Linked DNA regions of Anser cygnoides: region 1 is linked to region 2. Evidence: chromatin contacts called from public Hi-C data. All regions are on one chromosome and are shown on one strand. The core of a region is the stretch at or near the end of the contact, and the rest is flanking DNA. Distances in the headings are between cores, read along the strand shown. Region 1 overlaps LOC106033218 (a long non-coding RNA gene). Region 2 holds the start of CEBPA (CCAAT enhancer binding protein alpha).

What was found. Hi-C and Micro-C count contacts between places; a contact is called where the count stands out from the background.
Region 1: a Hi-C map of liver shows a contact between it and region 2, with 4 times the contacts expected there. The contact joins the enhancer-like site here to the promoter of CEBPA in region 2. A contact is called at or near these places in 3 of 7 Hi-C or Micro-C datasets (fetal liver and liver).

What each region holds. Positions count from the first base shown.
Region 1 is chr12:11,017,706-11,020,405 of Taihu_goose_T2T_genome, reverse strand. The region is part of intron 5 of LOC106033218 (a long non-coding RNA gene); the gene reads left to right. Among named protein-coding and RNA genes, the nearest start is that of SLC7A10, 53 kb to the left of the region's middle. Within about 2 kb of position 1,350, at least 1 of the 3 cell types and tissues checked has open chromatin away from gene starts, as enhancers often do. A contact at or near this core is called in liver, where this site is marked.
Region 2 is chr12:10,878,942-10,881,641 of Taihu_goose_T2T_genome, reverse strand. CEBPA (CCAAT enhancer binding protein alpha) reads right to left here and starts at 1,356. Exons shown (of 1, transcript XM_048068849.2): 1 at 1-1,356. The coding sequence starts at 926. It overlaps LOC125183365 (a long non-coding RNA gene), which reads right to left. Exons shown (of 10, transcript XR_010834360.1): 4 at 2,068-2,254.

The DNA.
Region 1 (2,700 bases), core at 101-2,600, 140 kb before region 2:
CCTGAAGAAATTTCAGTTTCTCAGGTGAAAGGTCCTATATATTCTTAAAGGATTATATTTGGGAGTTAATAAAGCCTACAGTTAGACAGGAAAACAAGTTTATTTAAACTTTTGTATGTGCATTTTTATATAGCCATTTTAAGCCCTACTTTTAAAACCAAGGGACATCTTAATTCTTTTGCCACTGATTTTACCTGAATCTGATCAAATCCCCAGTGGTGTATGAGCTATGGACACTTATATTTTCATTCTTTTCCTAGTTTAATCTCAGCTTTCTGAGCTTCTCTGAACAGCAAACTGAAGTTTTAATTCTCTAAATGGAACTGCTTTGTGTTCCCTTGTGGTCTGGAAACTGTGTGAAAACTGTGCAATATCTTAACCTTTTTGCAAAGGACACTTAGTAAACACACTGGAAACCCTAGTAAAATTTCTTGTTATGATCTGCTCTCTGTCTCCATTGCAGCCTTCGTTCTCGAATTCTCGGCTCAGGCAGTAAGTCCTGCTGTCCTTACGTGCACCCTCGCTGGGCCAAATTCCTACTCACAGCAACAGCCCTTTGCTTGCATAAGGCCTGAGGGACAAAGTGTCAAGGCCATGAGAGAGAGCTGCTTTGCAGTGAATTTTTGTGGATCCTGGCATTTTGTGACAGCAGTTTACACCACTCATCTCTGCAGATATGAGTTCTGTGGGGATCCCCTGCACATCCTGAAGTTATGCGGCAATTTAGCAGAGGTTTCAGTGTGTTTGGGGTGAGATTATCATCATTGCTTAGGTGATATGCAGTACCTCCATACACACACCCCAGTTCTTCAGGAAGCATAGATTTCCCTTGACTGAGGTTTCAGGATTATGGAGAAAAAAATATAAAAAGGCCAAAGAATGCCCGAGCTGTGGTTTAGACCAGTGCAATGTACATTACATTTCTGGTCTAATCCAGGAGAGGGTGCTAACTTTCTAGCCATCACAACTGGCACACTGTGCTGGAGGAGGTTTTTTCACAGCCGATATCCCATGTCTGACTGATTATTCACATATGCTGTCCCCAAAGGAGAGTCATCTTGGGAGTGCAAAACCACCCTCTCAAAACATTGGTTACCTCTGTTCAGTGCAGTAAATATAATTACATGACATATCCTTGACAGGGGAGTATTTATTGTTAATGTACTTAATTTAAATGTTGTTATGTATTGTTTGCTCTCTTCCCTCACTCTTCTGCCTTTCGCCTATTAAGGAATATTAACAGGGTCTGAATTTAGGTTTCCCTGCCGCAGTAACCCCTGCTCTCCGTGGCGTTACGGGCAGCAACGCCTCACACACAGCGCGGCAGCGTGCGTGTCAGCAAGCTCCGTGCCTGCAGCCTGCTGCCAGCCTCGGTTAGTGACCAGGCGCAGGGTGAAACGTGTGTGAAGCAAAGCGTGCCCGTGGCAGCACCCTGCATGTGAAGGGAGTGAGGAAGCGGTGTGTGGAGCCCAGCTAGAAGAGCGTGTCCATACTGCTGGACCCTCCTGCCCCGTGCCTCCTCACAAACCTCTCCCTGCAAAGCTTCCGCCTCAGTCGTCTCCCGGGCTGGGGTGATGCAGGACAGAAAAATAACCAAGCCCTATTTGCTGAAGTAAGTTAATGAGCTAGAGAGGAGCACAAAAGAAAGAAGGGAGATGGGCTGGGGTGTTTTATGGGCCCACAGAGGGGAAATGTGCAGGCAATTGTGCAGAACATCTGCCCATGGCCTGTCCTGGTGAATTGTTGGCCCTGGGTGCATGTGGTGTGCTCATGCACCTCCCAGAGCCACATGTCCCCAAAAGATGGGAAGACGTGAGGCTGACCTTTGCTGCCTTGGCCTGTCGGAGTGCTCTGCCAGACACTGGCACAGACCCCATCTCCACCCTGGCACCCCGGTCCCCTCCCAGGCAAGGAATCCCTGCTGAGTCAGTAATCCCAGGGCGGTCTTCTCTCTTTCCCTCTCTTTTTTATTTTCTCTCCCTCTCTCTTTCCCCCCTGTTGAACTCTCTCTAATTTTAAGCTGTAATTGTTAAGCAGAAGGCTTTGAAAAACTGCCACGTGTATAACAGAGAAGTGCAGACACTAGCAAGAAAATGGAAAGAAAATTAAAGTTCTGGTTTTGTGTGTGTGTGTGTTTGGGTTACTTGATGAATTTGATTAATAATAATTAGTTTTAATCTAACCTTGAATTAGTTTTAATTGAACCTTGTGATTTTAGGTGCTTGAGGTTGGAGAAAATTTTACTGTGAAGAGTGGCTCTGAGGCACTCCTTTGCTGTCTGCATAGAGCCCAGCATCTCTGAAGGCATAAACAACTGAGGGCAGAGCAGATGGAATTATTTTTCTGTGTTAGTTATTTTAATACACAGGAACATAGGAAAATTAATATGGAAAATACAAAACCAATTTGCCACATATTTAAAATGAACAGAACATGAAAGTTCAAGAGAAAGGGAAAGAAATTTTTAAGCCTTTAAACATTTGTCATGTTGTTTCTCAATACTCAGTACTTGTTAGTAAACAAGTAAAACCAAAGGCAAGAAAAATGCTCCACGGCATGTTATCGAGCAAGAAACTGAGATCCAATTTAACAAGGAGTAAATCAACAATGTGGGTTTGAGTATAGTAGGCTCGTGTATTAGCACAGAGGTGCGTATAAGTTGAGTTGATAATATAACCTTGAGCTATCTGCAATGAGAAA
Region 2 (2,700 bases), core at 107-2,606:
AAGATGCCCCGCAGAGTCTCCAGCTCCCGGGTGAGCTGCTCCACCCGCTTCCGCAGCCGCTCGTTGTCGGTGGTGAGCTCCAGCACCTTCTGCTGCGTCTCCACGTTGCGCTGCTTGGCCTTGTCCCGGCTCTTGCGCACCGCGATGTTGTTGCGCTCCCGGCGCACCCGGTACTCGTTGCTGTTCTTGTCCACTGTCTTTTTCGATTTGCTCCGGTGGTCCGCGGGCATCATCTTGAGCGCGCCGGCGGCGGGCAGGCCGCCCGGGGGGTGCGGGTGGTGCGGGTGGTGCGGGCTGGGCACGGGCGTTGGGGGCGGCGTGGGGTGCCCGGGCTGGAGGTGCATGGTGGTCTGGGCGCAGTGGGCGATCTGGTACTGCAGGTGGGAGGGGTGCTGCTGCGCGGCGTGGTGGGGGTAGAGGGCCGACAGGGCCGCCGACTTGACCTCCTCCTCCTCGCGGGGCTCCTGCTTGATCACCAGCGGCCGCAAGCCCGGCGCGGCGATGCGCTCGTAGAGCGGGTCGAGCTTGCCGTCCATGTAGCCGGCCATGCAGCCGAAGAGCGGCTGCTGGTGGTGCTGCTGCTGGTGCCCCGGCGCCGAGGCGGCGGCGCCGGCCCCATGCATGCTGTGGAAGTCGAAATCCCCGGCCAGGATGGCCTTGGCTTTTTCCTGCTGCTTGCTGTGCTGGAAGAGGTCAGCCAGGAACTCGTCGTTGAAGGCGGCGGGGTCGATGTAGGCGCTGATGTCGATGGAGTTCTCGTTCTCGCAGATGTCGCCGAGCTCCGCGCCGCCCGCAGCAGGTGCCGCCGCCGAGGGAGCCTCTCTGTAGCTGTAGGCGCTGCCGGGCAGGGGAGTCTGGAGCTGGTGGTGCTGGCCGCTGCTCATCGGGGGCCGGGAATCGACCTCGTAGAAGTTGGCTTGCTCCATGAAGCACCTACAGTCTGCCGGGCATGGTGAAGGGCTCCTGCAATCCAGGTTTCGGACGGGGCGGCGGCGGCGGCTCTGCCAAGCCCGCGGCACCCCGCGGTTTCCCGGCGGCGAGCAGCACGGCGCGGCTCGGCACGACTCGGCACGACTCAGCTCGGCGCGGCTCGGCGCGCCCGGAGCCCGTCCCCCGCCCCAGCCCGGCCGAGCCCCGCTCGCTGCCTGCCTGCCCTGTTGCTAGTGGCTTGCCTGGGTCCTGTGAGCCGTATATATACACCCCCGCAGCAGGGCCGGGGATCGCCCTCTAGTGTCCACCTCCTGCCGGGAACCTTTGACCACCGCGCAGCCGGGTCTTAGCGCCCCGGCCGGGCACAGCCGCCCGCCCGCCCCCGGCAGCCGCCCCGAGCTCGGCGGGCTCCCGGCGCTGGGCTGCGCTCTCGGGGGGGGGGTCCCCGAGCTGCCCGAAGCCTCCCGGGGAGGTGCGGGGAGCGGGGCCGTCGCCCACTGCGTGCCCGGGGCCGCTCGGCGCCCTCCCACCGGCGGCGCCGCGGAGAAAGTCTCAAAGTTCAGCACCGCCCGCGAGTGCTCGCAAATATTTGGTCAGACGGGGGGAGACGCGGGGGAGCCCCGCCGGGTTTGCCGCAGGACCGACGGCGCTTTTCTAGCCGAGGGGCTTTGTGCCCGGAGCGCCCCATCCCGCCGCACCTGCGGAGCGCGGCTGGCCCGGCCCGGCCCGGCCCGGCCCGGCAGAAGCGGGGACCCGCGGATCCCGGCCCCGAGCGGCGCTAGGACCCGGCCGGGGAGCGCGCAGGGACGGGGGGCGGCGGGGGCTGCCCGGCTTGGCTCGGCACGGCTCGGCCCGTGCCGCTGGGGCCGCTCCGGCAGCTGCCCCTGCCCGCAGGCTGGCACGATGCGGGGCGGACGCTTGGCTGTGCCCCGCTCCCGGTCCCGCAGCGCGAATGGAGCAGGTCCGTGTAATTGCAGCCTGCCCGCAGCGCGGCACGGCTCCCGGCGCTCACCCGGGATAAACCCGGGGCGCGGCGGGGCGGCAGCAGCCAGGTGGCCCGGGAGGAGGCGATGCTCCAGCGGGCTGCGGCGCCCCGCGGCTCCCGGCCGCCCACCCTCCCTCCGGGGCCGCACGGACCTGCCTGCTCCTGGGCACAGCCTTCCGAGGAGCCCGGTGTGCAGCCTCAGCTCGGCAGGGGTGCGGACGCCCGGGATTTCCTCTCGCCGCCATCCCGCAGCCCGCAGACGAGGCGTATCGGGGCTCCCTCGCCTACCTCCTCGCGTCGGGAAGCCCCCTGGCACTTAGCTCTGGTGGTCCGGGTCACCTGGAAAGAGGCAGAGAGAAAGGACGTGTCAAGGCTTCTGGAGCAGGTGTAGGCAACTGCTAGAGGAACATCTGCAGAGAATTCAAACGTAGCGGTGGCTGGCAAAAAAATGCTGTATTTCTTAGTCCTGGGTGTCTTAATAAGCCAGAAACTTGTGACAGCAAGTTGCTTGCTCAGAAAGGGTTTGACAGATTCCTTGCAACTAACAGTAATTGACAAAATCTTAATCAGGAAACAATATTACAATGTACCAAGAACCCGTTTTTTTGTATCACACAGTACACATGTGAACCTCCGTTTCATGAGCAGAAGGAAGGCAGCAGTCAGCTGGCTTTCTGACCACAGAATGTACCTTTCAGTAACAATAGAAAACAATTAAAATCCTAAATTCGTTTTACATATGGTGAGTATCTTCTGAAATTATATTTCAACACATAAGCAGTGGC